3 separate regions of the Mus musculus genome follow, and regions 2 and 3 are each linked to region 1. Evidence: chromatin contacts called from public Hi-C and HiChIP or PLAC-seq data. All regions are on one chromosome and are shown on one strand. The core of a region is the stretch at or near the end of the contact, and the rest is flanking DNA. Distances in the headings are between cores, read along the strand shown.

Region 1 (4,305 bases), core at 893-3,392:
AAAAAAAGCTCCATATATAATCTCCTCCCCTCATATTATCTTAATTGCTCTGCAAACGGAGAAAGGCAAATGCTTTGCATCTTCTTAGGAGGTTCTTATAATTGCACACTTCTGTGTCACAGTTCTGTTCCCAGTGGAGAAGGCTGCTAGAAGTCTAACTGCCTGGGATGTGCCCCTGGCTGTCACGCTCCCACTGACATTGTTTTGTTTAGCCACTCCCAGCTATACCATATAGCTACTCCCCTTCAATCAAAATATTATATATAGTACGAACATTTAACCTAGAGAAGGGACAGCCATTCTCCACCACTAAAATTATGCTGCCATAGGAATTCTAAGGGAGAGGGAATTTTACAGATATCATAGTGATCTCCTTTGCTGAAATTTTCCTGAGGTGCTGCTGTCAATCAAATTGTTGCCAGAGCTTTCACCACTGACAGTGGAGAGATGAGAAACACCACCATTTCTTCCACAACCATAGGTCAAAAGGATGACATCACACTAGAGAAGGGAAGACAGTAGCCATGGTAACACACGTGCAGGCCTCAGTAACCTTAGCAGGTCTTTATGCAGGGCTGGGCCACTCATAGGTGCCGCAGACCCTCTGGGTCCCTTTGTCTTCATGGAACGGGTCTCTGGGGCAGGTGGGCAAAGCGTCGGTGGGTGACAGACAGACCAACATGTGAGATTGTGTAGAATCTAAATGCATTGTGTCAGGTCGAGCATCAAACTTTTTATACCAAAGAAATAACAAGAAACCAGGCAAAATACAATCCACCAAGTTACAGTGATGCAGTACAGAAAGAATGTATACATCAAAAGAAGATGAGGACCAGGCTGCTGTCACAAAAGAAGGGAGCCAGCTGTAAACTGGTCTATTGTTAAACCCACCACCAGGGGTTCTGCACTAGCAGATCTTTTCATGAATACTGCAATACCCCAACACCCTATTTCCTGGGTCTACACAAGAATATACCAACTTACTTCTAATATGAAGCTCTCTATACCTAGCTGTAGAGTAGACCTCTGTCTCAGTGGGATTCCCTAGCTCTATTATTCCCTTGTTTGGGTGAGAATTGCTACTGTCCTTGGTAAATATTTTGCAGACTAGCTCTGAGTTACTGGCTCCATCTTTTGTAATGCTTAATTAGTAACTGAATAGGTAACTTCCTTTCTGTATTCCTGCCGGAATTCAAGCTCAGATTTCAAGCTTGCAGGCTTCTGGGACCTTAGAGCAATGGGGAGGCTTAACTATAACAGAATTTAATCTTAAAAGGCATTTATAATAAAATATTAAAAGAGAGCGCATAGATTCATACACCAGACTAACGCGGGAATAGAGTATGAGTATATGGGTAAATGAGAACACCAAAACTCCAGGAGGTGAGGTTCCTTGAAACTCTTTTCCTCATTGAGTGCTTACAGACTTTTTTCAGCCTGTCAAGTAGACCCCAACAGAGGGTGTGGCACATAGGGACATCAGGATGACTAAACTGAAAGGAACAAGAACTCCAGACTGGAATTCACCTTTCGAGAGAACTGTGAAACAAATGATACCCCTTGGTATTTAAAGAGGAGTTTGTGCTCTTAGCTACCAAGTCCTAGAGAGGAAGAAACCCATGGTAACAACATAATACGGGAGCCGGAAATTCAGTCGCATCATTTTGAATGTTGCTCCATAGTACTACCTACAGCTTCAGAGAAATGCACAGTTTCTTCACTGCAAAGGTCCTAGGGACCATGAAATCAGTCTCAGCCAGCAGACACCCTGGCTTGCCTTCTTCATCAGCCTGTAAAGGTGATTGAGCTGTACTAGATGGTAGTGACATTTTAAATGCATTTTGCTTGTGGAAGTTCAAGTGGCCTATTAGAATATCCTGTCTGTAGACTCTAAGCCACCCAGTGCTTGGGAATTTGCAGCATCATTCAGGCCTCACATCTTCTCTGTAGACTTGCTGATAAATCAGCTAGCTGTTTTAAATCTCATAAAAGAAGATGGATTTTCAATTTCTCGAAAAGAATGTGCAATGCCGGTACTTGATGTCCCCCGCACAGCTTTTGTAATTACAGTGCGTAATAATAGTAATTTCAGAACACAAGGCACACGGGGAAACGCAGCAAACATCACACCTAGCAAGTGGGCAGCATGTGGGAAGTGGCAGAGTTCCTCAGGAAGCGTTAGCACTGCCATGGAACTGGGGCAGCCTGGGAGGGCCCACAGCCTTTAATTTCTCATTATATAAATGTCCATTTTATAACACCGGCATAGACTTCTGTTTTCAAGCCAGTACACTGGGGACTTAAATTGGGCAGCATTTCATTAGTAATGGAGCAAAAGGGTGATTGGCTACAGGATGAATATCATGCTGGTATCACATTAGTAGGAGTTTATGTGCCTACAGGGGGACTGTTTAAGCTAGATTAATCAAATTTGCATCATCTTCATTAACAACTTCTACACATAAGCTCGTGTACCAAGTATATATGTAAAACTTCTAGTCCTGATGATAAGCATGTAAGGGAGATGTTGCCGGTCCTCAGGGACGCAGATGGGAAGTCAGAAGGCTGGAGAAGACACTACACAACCAGAACAAAGCCTGTTGTCTTCCCTGTGGCAGACTGGAGTCTGTATAGCCTTAAGGTCTCAACCAATGAGAAATATTGTGTGCATTTAACACAGCTAGAATGAGTGTGGGAAGAGCCCCACAGAGAAGAGACAGTTTAACCACTATCATCCTAGTTAGAGTTAGGATTTTTTTGCTGTAGGGTGCATGTGTCATGCACACACAAAAGTTTTCAAAATCATTGGTCAGGTTGCTCACAGGAGCTGATTCCCATTGGCTTTGTGATTAGCCTGGAAAGAAACAATCTCCTTTCTCATTTATGCAGAAAGAGTGATACAGCTGCTCTGCATGGCGGTCCCATCTGTGCTAGGAAGAACGGGGCCATTTCCTGTCCTGACAGGAGCAGCAGCAGCTGCTTCACTTGGCTTTCCTGACACTCCTCAGTTCATTTCCAGGAAATGAAGCAGGAAAGGATAATGTGTAATCTCCATTTGAGAGAGTTACAGCTTGGAAGGTCACTAAAAGTGTGTTTCGGGTGGTCCACCAACTGAGTTCCAGAATTCAAACATGCATGAGCACAGCTGGCCAGAAATGTACCGCCTTCCATTTTTTTTTCTTTTGCTGGAGATGAGTGGAAATGGCTACATGACTGAGAAGGGTCGACTATTTCAAACATGCTAATTCTTTAACGTAGTTCACCGTACTTTCTTACTGTAATGTTAAACCATTTAAATTCACATTAACACCTCCATCAGAGGTGTACATAATAAAAGTAATAAGTATTTCAAGAAAGTCTACTTATGCAAGACCCTGAAAATATGCCTGACTGTTAGAGATGACAGATTCTTTCTTTAAACCCCCTTCCTTAAAAATCTCCTTTCTGTGTGGATTTATTTTACATAATACTCTGTTGTTGAAATCATTCAAGAGTTTTCTTGACTAAGCAGCATAGGAGAAAACTGACTAGAACTGCCCTTGCATTGCTTCAATGTAGCCCAGAATCTTTTCATAGAATAGAAATGCCTTTTAACCAACCAGTTCTGCAAGGTGCATGCCACTCAAGTTTCAAGAGGGTAATTTCTCGCTTCTCTGCTTTCTCAAGCAAACGCACATACACACACTCATATATATATACACACTCATGCATATACACACATACTCATGAACATGCTCACATACCCCCCCACACTCATGCACACATACATGCACACACACAAACTCACATATACACTCACATACCCTCATGCACACACACACATACACACCCATGTAATATATATATAAATGTACACTGTACCTAAGATATAGGGAATCAGTTCTCACAGAGTTAAATATAAATTGCCCTTTATCTTCAGTGTAAAATAAGAAATTGATCTATAAAAATGCCACAAATTTCTCATTTAGTACATTAAATACTTGAAAATTTAAAAATACTCACTCAAAGGCATTAAACCAAGTTTTTGTAATTTAAGTGATAAGCTGCTCTAAGCCCAGGTTTTCTCTTCCATAAAACAGAGAGAATCCTTTCTTTACCACCACGCTGAGTTTCAAGTATTGAATAAACACCTGTCTGTTAAATGCTTGGCACAGTACCTAAAACTCTCTCACTCATATGCACACATACCTACACACACACACACACACACACACACATATACACCAGTAATATTCATAATGTATAGTGTACTTAAGATATAGCTCACAGTCAATGACAGCTGCTATGATTGTTAATATTCTTCTC
Region 2 (4,305 bases), core at 533-3,032, 230 kb after region 1:
ACAAACAAACCAAACCAACAAACAAAAAAAAAAGATAAAACAAAAATAAATGAAACAAATAAATAAAAACAAAAACAAAACAGGATAAGAAAGAGATGTGCTTTAATGTCTTTTTGTAAAAAAAATCTATATTTGATAGAGATTTTGAAATTACATTGTTCAAATAATGTAATTTATAACCAGCCTCAAAGATTAAAGTTTTAAAATTAAATGTAAAAAGAATGGATTCGCTTATTTTAAAGAATCTCGTTTTGTAAATGAGATTATAAAGTAGTTTAAGAGGTGCACTGGTTAGGATTGTGAATGAGATAAAGGTTAGTATGAAAGGTCATATGGAAACAAACATTCTAATCCCAAGTATGGGTTATTGGCTGTTTTCCACACTCTTGTTTCAAACAGCTCTCTAAAGACTTTAGCCTATATTATCACAGTCTTTTCAAGTATTGTTAGGTGTGCTGAAATTCTTTCAGCTGGTGTGAAACATGTACCAGATGAGTACATGAGTGGGGTAGGAGGAGGATGGAGGGAGTGCGACCTTTAGGTCTTTTATTTTCTCTTTCACTCCCGCCCCAGTTACAGCAAGGGAGCAGCTGTGCCCCTGGTTTGAAGTGCTCCTCAAAACCGGAGGAGAAGGCTCAGTGGTGAAGAGTAATACACTGCCCTTGCAGGACACCCACGTCGAGTGGCTCACTGCCACTTATAACTCTATCTCCAGAGAATCCGATGCCTTTTTTTTGCCATCTGTGGGACACGCGCTCACACACACACACACACACACACACACACACACACACACACAAATCTACAAATCTACACTCATATAACTAAAAATAAAATAAGTTTAAAACCAAGGATATGTTCCACAAAATGAGAGTATACAAATTGTGAATAAGGAAGAGAAGGGGAAGGTGGTGGAGGAGTGTGTCTTCCAAACTGTGTTCTTCCTGAGAGTCAGATTCTGATTTTTAAGCTCTGGGTAGAGCCTGACAGTGTGCCTTTTTAAACTGGCTCGGGGTGCTGCAGCTGCTCGTGGTACAGGGCTTACACTAAGCATAGCCAAGATTTGTAAAAACAAAAACAAAAAACGAATTGTATTAGGAATGAAGAACAGAGAAATGAGAAGAGAGAGAGAGAGAGAGAGAGAGAGAGAGAGAGAGAGAGAAAGAGAGAGAGAGAGGATGTGAAGATAAAGGGAAGGAAATGGAGGGAGGTAAAGAAAAGAGAAAAGATAGGTTTACTTAGTGTTAGACAATAGTGCAATAGGAAGGGAAAGGGAAGCCGGGCGGTGGTGGTGCACGCCTTTAATCCCAGCACTCGGGAGGCAGAGGCAGGCGGATTTCTGAGTCAGGACAGCCAGGACTACACAGAGAAACCCTGTCTCGGAAAAAAAAAAAAAAAAAAAAAAAAAAGAGAGAAAGGGATGGAGTGCAAAAAATTAATTCTTTAAATGAGTAGAAACAAAGAAAACGAAAAGGCTGAAGTGAGGCAGCATCTTAAAGCTATCTCTCTTGAGCATATGAGGACGAAGTTTATCGCTCCTTAAGAACCCAAATTCAATAGTCATATAGTCTAGGTTCTAGCGCACGCTGGCGCTAGGCAATGGGCGGGGCCCCGGATGTAGCTCAGGGGGCGGTGCTTGCGTTCGGGGGGGCGGGGCCACCCCAGGTCTGCGGACCGGGCCTTGCGTCCTCCTCCGTCTCAGGGGGCGGAGCCTGGTCTCTAAATTGGCGCCTCTGAGTGGCTAAGCGGCAGCTCGGATTGGCGGCTTTTGAACCCGGAAGCACTAGCGGGCGCTCGGAAGCGGCAGGAGCGCGGGCCTTGGCTCGCTCGCTGCGGCTGCGGGATGGTTGGCGGTGGCGGGAAGCGCCGGACGGCCGGGGCGGGACCGCAGGTAGGCGAGGCGGGATGCGCTGGGTATGGGGACGCTATGGGCCGTGGAGGAGCCGAGGGCCGCCCTGCGGGGCAATGGCCCGGGGAAGTCGTTCCTTTCCAGCGCCAGCCCAGTTCCCACGAAGCTCTGCAGCCAGCGGACGGACCATTCATTCATTCATTCATTCACTCACTCACTCACTCACTCACTCACTCACTCACTCATTCACTTACTAACCAGCTGATGGAAACTGGAGGAGCTGCCAGGGCGGCGAGGCACACGCGAACAAACATTTCACCTTTCGTTTTTTTTTTTGCTTGGGGTTAACGCAGGTGTGTAAAAGAAAATGCTGGAATTAACAAGCCCTGGAGTTATTAAAGACTTTTGTTTAAGACAGTCTCTATGTTGTAGCCCCGGCTGTCCTGGAACTTGATATGTAGATCAGAACTCAATATGTAGCCTCCAAATCACAGAGACCCTCTTGCCTCTGCCTCCAGGACACGAACCACCACTGCCCGGCTACTTTGGTAGCCTGACCTGGAAGTGTAAGGGATACGGGTTCTCAGATGAGTGATAGATTGGCCAGTCTGGACTCTTACATGATTTCATGGGTTCCTTAAGCATACAGTAGCTAATGGGAGAAGTTAAGCAGGGAAACGAACGTTTAACAAAAGTGACACCAGCTATGTTTTAAACTGGGTAGGGTGAGGCGATTGCTAAGGCTTAACGGCCAGTGGATGGCGAACATAGGTATTATTCTCGTTGTGTTGTGTTTTCTCACAACACCAAGTTAAAAATGTGGTTTAAAGAGAACAGCCTTGTCAGGCAGAAGCAATAAGACCAAAAGTTCAGTGTCCTCCTCAGTTACATTACAAGTTCAAGACCAGCCTGGGTTACAATAGACCTGTCTTAAACAAAGTCCAGCTTGATGACGTAGAGAGTAATAGTACTGATGACTTGAATTCAGTCCCTGAAGTCATGTGGAGTTAGGGAAGGGGACAATGTGACCAAATACGTTGTATGTAAAACCACTCCCACAGTTCTGCATCTACCCATTTGGGTGCCTTTTCCTTTTTGCCTAAGCATTTCCTGCCGCTTCTAGTCACTGTGGCTATCACCCTGAAGTTGGAGTTACCCTTGCCTTCTTGTAGAGTTTGTTGTTTCCTTAAAAAGCTTTTATGGTACATCTTGTCTTAGTCAGTATTCTACTGCTGTGAAGAGACACCATGACCATTAAAAAAAAAAAAAAGTGCCTAGCTGGGGCTTGATTACAGTTTTAGAGGTTCGGTCCACTATCACCACGGCTGGAAGCGTGGTAGCAGGCAGGCAGGTATGCTGCAGGAGAAGCAGAGAGTTCTACATCTAGACTGGAAGGCAGCAGGAAGGGAGAGACTCTGGGCGTGGAATGGGCTTTTTGAAACCTCAAAGTCTTATCTATCCCCTAGTGACACACTTCCTCCACCAAGGCCACAGTTCCTAGTCCTTCCCAGTACTGCCATTCCTTGGTGTACTCAAATTTATAAGTGCTATTCTGTTTAAAACCACCACACATCTATCTAATCTTGGGGGGTTTTCTTAATTGAACATCATACAAAGATTGAGCCATGTTGTCTAACTGTACTTCTCTTTCTTTCATTTAGTTACTGTTCCCCAGTGTTTGAAAGCCCTGTAACTATCTATTTTCCTGTTGGCTGGCATTTCAACCTCCTAAGGACAGTGCTGTCAAAAACAATTCTTACCCGATGCCTGACTTGTACATACAGTGTGTAGGCTTGGAATGACAGTTACCAATACATATGGTTGGACCCCTGAGAACATGTAGTTATCAACACCTGGGTGAGAAATGCCGACTCTAGCGGCACTGGCTTGCTGAGGGCAGCTCTCCCGCGCACTGGGCGGCGTTGAGCTGTATCCCTTAGCCTCTGCAGCACTAGGTGCCGCTGGTCCTGCTGCGGGTAGAATGTGCCGAGTTTCGCCTGGATTCAGAACCACAAGGATCTAAGTTCCCAGAAAGAAAGAGATTGTACTTAGAAAACAAGACAGATACGCAAAGTAAGCAAGTTGCCTTGGTAGCACTGAGCCAGTTTCCAATAGCATCCTTTAACCTTTAATTTGCATGGGTGCTAGAGATGCAAATCTTAGCATTACAAAGCCTTTTCCGAAAGACATGGTTTTTAGCTCAGAGGATATTCCCATATTGATCCTTAACTATACCATACCTCTCCTCTCTTTTTGTTTGGAATGTCAAAAGGAAGTTATCTGGTTTTAAGTGGAAGGGTAGTAATGATTGTGGTAAGTAGTGCAGACCTAACTATGGTTGGAGTTCCTGAAAAAACAGCTTTTTTCCCCCATTATTTATGTTTTAGGTTAGAATACAAAGAAATTGGTCTCATCCTGGCTTACTCATGCATATGTGCCATTGTACATTCGTTTTG
Region 3 (4,305 bases), core at 473-2,972, 200 kb after region 1:
AATGGAGTACTACTCAGCTATTAAAAAGAATGAATTTATGAAATTCCTAACCAAAATGATGGACCTGGAGGGCATCATCCTGAGTGAGGTAACACATTCACAAAGGAACTCACACAATATGTACTCACTGATAAGTGGATATTAGCCCAAAACCTAGGATACCCAAGATATAAGATACAATTTCCTAAACACATGAAACTCAAGAAAAATGAAGACTGAAGTGTGGACACTATACCCCTCCTTTGAAGTGGGAACAAAACACCCTTGGAAGGAGTTACAGAGACAAAGTTTGGAGCTGAGATGAAAGGATGGACCATGTAGAGACTGCCTTATCCAGGGATCCACCCCATAATCACCATCCAAACGCTGACACCATTGCATACACTAGCAAGATTTTATCGAAAGGATCCAGATGTAGCTGTCTCTTGTGAGACTATGCCGGGGCCTAGCAAACACAGAAGTGGATGCCCACAGTCAGCTAATGGATGGATCACAGGGCTCCCAATGGAGGAGCTAGAGAAAGTACCCAAGGAGCTAAAGGGATCTGCAACCCTATAGGTGGATCAACATTATGAACTAACCAGTACCCCGGAGCTCTTGACTCTAGCTGCATATGTATCAAAGGATGGCCTAGTCGGCCATCACTGGAAAGAGAGGCCCAATGGACACACAAACTTTATATGCCCCAGAACAGGGGAACGCCAGGGCCAAAAAGGGGGAGTGGGCGGGTAGGGGAGTGGGGGTGGGTGGGTATGGGGGACTTTTGGTATAGCATTGGAAATGTAAATGAGCTAAATACCTAATAAAAAATGGAAAGAAAAAAAAAGAATTTTTATATTTCATCAATAAAATTATAACAAATAAAAAAAAAAAAAAAAAGAATAACCAACCAAAGTCTGATTGACTTAAGGCCCACTCCATAAGAGGGAGCCCATACCCAACACTACTTGTGCAACCAAGACCAAGAGACTAGATAGTCCAGACACCTAGAGTAAAACTAATGCTACTGTTCTTTAAAAACAAAACAAAACAACAACAACAAAAATCAAAACCAACAAAAACATAGCAACAAACTGACTCCTAATGAAATTCTGCTATACTCATAGATCTGCACTTGTTCATCAGAGGAGCTTCCTCCTGCAGCAAGAAGAAATACAGAGATCCTGTTCTTATATCTGAGTGCTGTTAGTATTGGAAATGCTAATGCTCTTAATGTGGGGGACAGATTTGAAAGTATTTGGGAGAAAATTGAGAAATATATTGGAGAAGATTGAAGTTCTTAAGAGTTTAACTTTTAGGGGCTAGAAAGATGACTCAGCAGTTAAGAGTACTGACTGCTCTTCCAGAGATCCTGAGTTCAATTCCCAGCAACCACATGGTAGCTCACAACTACCATCTGTAATGGGATCTGATGTCCTCTTCTTGTATGTCTGAATGTCTGAAGACAGCTACAGTGTACTCATATACATAAAATGAATAATTCTTTTTTTTAAAAAAAGTTTGACTTTCAAAGATGTTATAAGCGCTAATACTGGATCTCATATATTTACTTTGCTTTCTGGGTGGGCCCTGCAGTTATTTACTCCTCTAGTTATATACTCCCCTAGGTGTATGTAATAATTTAATTGTAGACCTCATTTACTTTATAGCCCATAATAGTGCCTGTCTAACATCACAGATATAATGATACTGAAATACTAACACACTAGTAAAACTTCATTGTTAATTGTACACAAAGTTCAAGGCAAAGCAGCATGCAAACCTGCCTGCCTTCTTTCTGAGCAAGTGTCTCTCTTGAGGCTGTCAGGCTCCTCCCCTGATTCCACACTCAAGATCCTTTGGATTTCAAATGGAGTCAGAATCAGTGTCCCTCCAGGGACCTCCCAAGCTGAGCCTCCTGGTTGGGGAGGCACCTGTTTCTCTGCCTAACCAGCTTACAAATGGCCAATGCTGCACTAGCCCTCTCCTGTCCTGTAAACTAAACTAATAATCCCAGTGCATAGTTTTGTTTCCTGTTGCTATGATGGCAGGTTACAGTCCATCATAGCAAGGGGGGGGGGGGGTCACACTGGCAGGAGCTTGAGAGAACTGGTCACTCTGCATCTATAGCCAAAAGAGGACAAAGATTTAGGGCAAGCAAAGCATGTAGCTTACTCTCTTCACTCTTTAAAAAGACGTACTTGTTTTTATCTTATGTGCATATGTTAGTGTTTGCATATATGTATGTGTACCATGTGCCTGCCTGGTACCCTGAGAAGACCAAAAGAGGGCATCAGATTTCCTGGTACTGGGGCCATAGGATGTCAGGAGCCTCCACAGGGAGACTAGGAACCCGAGTCCTCTGCAAACAGCAAGTACTTTTTAAAAAGATTTATTTCTGCTTTGTGTGTATGTGTGGTTTGCATTCATATAAATATGTGTACCACACATGTACTTAGTGCTCACAGAGGCCAGAAGAGGGTGTTGGATCCCTAAAACTGCAGTTTTAGAGGATTGTAAGATACCCTGCATTGATAGAAATTGAACCCTAATCCTCTATAAGAGTAGCCAGCCTACTTATCCATTAAGCCACTCCCCAAACGCTATTTTCTCCCCTCTTGTACTATGCAGACTCTTCCTCCCAGGGAACAGTGCCACCTGCAAAAGCTGGGTCTTCCCAGAATTAAGATAAACCCCATAGCAATGTCCATAGGCCAACCTAATGCAGACAGTCCCTCACCGAGGTTTCCTTCCTCTGTGATTCTAAATGTGTCACATAGCAACTTAAGACCAGCCATCACAGATACCTATACCACGGCATCGTTTTTATCATACCCAAGAATAGGGAATCTTAGTAACTGCCTTGTGTGAGCTTTCAAGGGGACAGATATGTCTCACCTTTTTAAGACACAGAGCACACAACTGAGCACCCCCAGCAATTAATAAAATCACACTAAAAGCTTATGTTACAAATAGATGTCTGGCCCTGGATTCTAAGGCCTGGAAGATGAAAGAGGAAAGGGTAGACATATAAAAATTGACTGAAAAAGGAAATAATCTCACCTAACCAGTTCATACAATAGGAGCTATTTTTCTAAGTTACAATTTCTATCATAAGCCTGGTATAAAGGCTACACTGTAGCAATTTCTAGGGGGAAAAAAAACTAAAACTGTGACAAGATTATCCTGAAGCTCCTGGTCTTCTGTCTTTTGTTAAATAGGAAAGCTGTATATTTAAGACTCCTTATCTCCTCCGGAGCCACATATGCTGGCAGAATGACTCAGCGGTTTTCTTTACTGGAGTGACTCACTGAAGCTGGGTCGTGAGAGAAGCAGAAAGATGACTGTAAATTATCTTCCAAAACACCATGTCGCAGCTGGTCACCAATAGCTGTGACTCACCTCCCTCTCACGAGAATGTGATTGTGTTTCCCTTCAGCGGACTTAGAGACACCGCACAGACAGAATGGTGGCGGATGCTTCTCCATCTTGTATGGAGTTCACGGAAGCAATCCCTGCTGTACCACTGCCAGTGGTGGCCAGCACCCACTCAGGCACAGGTGATGGAAGGAGGAGGCTAAATTTCAAAAGCATTCTGACTCTTTATATACTGTCCCATTTGAAGTATAAGTCCAACCATTTCCCCCATTTTCTAATGCTACATCCGGCTCTGCAAAATTGATATATCTTTTCTCTAGACCAGCCTCTTTGTCTCTCTCTGTCTCTGTCTCTCTCTCTCTCTGACTCTCCCTCCCCCCTTCCCCTCCCTTTTCCCTCTCCCTCTCTCTTTCAGCTAGGCACTTGTGAAAGCAAAGACACAGTATTCCCACAAAACTAACAATAGTTAAGGGAAGTGGGTTCTATGTCCAATCGTGGATTTCCCAGACTCCTTTGGCTTGTGTCCTTGTGTATAAACTGGTCATTGCATTAGATGAAGGTGTCACTCCAGTTCCAGTATCTTCTAGGCCTAACCTTGAGATTGTCTGGAAGACAATCTCCCAGGACATACAGATACTCAAATCTGGCTGTCATTCTTGTTTTCCTCTAGTTTCCTACCTTAGCCAAGTATAGGGTCTGGGCTGTTTTTCCCTTCTCTGTGACTCCACTGGAACACATCGGCTAGTACTCTCTATTCTGATAGACCCACAGAACAATCGCTGAAGTAAATAATAAAATGGAAATAAAAGTTCTATTTCACTCTAAGCCTGCCTTTGATGATTTTTCAAGTGAGGAAATTGATGACAGATAAAAGCCTCATCAATATTGCAGGCACGTAGCGCTCAGTAGCTACAGATGTCAGTGGCTATGGACCTTCAATATCTCAGC

The links. A called contact is a pair of places that touch in the nucleus more often than the background predicts. HiChIP or PLAC-seq counts read pairs in DNA pulled down with a chosen protein or histone mark.
Region 2: an H3K27ac HiChIP or PLAC-seq map of embryonic stem cells shows a contact between it and region 1, with 6 times the contacts expected there. The contact joins the promoter of Hpf1 here to the enhancer-like site in region 1. A contact is called at or near these places in 3 of 39 promoter capture datasets (embryonic stem cells, liver and pre-B cells), 1 of 484 Hi-C or Micro-C datasets (stem cell-derived germline stem cell-like cells) and 4 of 115 datasets of contacts at active chromatin or transcription factors (bone marrow-derived macrophages, embryonic hindbrain, embryonic stem cells and 1 more).
Region 3: a contact with region 1 is called in a Hi-C map of embryonic stem cells, with 2.6 times the contacts expected there. The contact joins two enhancer-like sites. A contact is called at or near these places in 5 of 484 Hi-C or Micro-C datasets (cerebral cortex, cortical neurons, embryonic stem cells and 1 more), 5 of 115 datasets of contacts at active chromatin or transcription factors (embryonic stem cells and epiblast stem cells) and 3 of 9 other capture datasets (liver, macrophages and pancreatic islet).

What each region holds. Positions count from the first base shown.
Region 1 is chr8:60,657,774-60,662,078 of GRCm38.p6, forward strand. The region is part of intron 2 of Mfap3l (microfibrillar-associated protein 3-like); the gene reads left to right. Among named protein-coding and RNA genes, the nearest start is that of Mfap3l, 27 kb to the left of the region's middle. Within about 2 kb of position 2,143, at least 12 of the 459 cell types and tissues checked have an H3K27ac peak or open chromatin away from gene starts, as enhancers often do. A contact at or near this core is called in embryonic stem cells, where this site is marked.
Region 2 is chr8:60,888,646-60,892,950 of GRCm38.p6, forward strand. Hpf1 (histone PARylation factor 1) reads left to right here and starts at 1,783. Exons shown (of 8, transcript NM_028299.3): 1 at 1,783-1,891. The coding sequence starts at 1,844.
Region 3 is chr8:60,856,464-60,860,768 of GRCm38.p6, forward strand. No RefSeq gene overlaps it. Among named protein-coding and RNA genes, the nearest start is that of Hpf1, 32 kb to the right of the region's middle. Within about 2 kb of position 1,723, at least 127 of the 459 cell types and tissues checked have an H3K27ac peak or open chromatin away from gene starts, as enhancers often do. A contact at or near this core is called in embryonic stem cells, where this site is marked.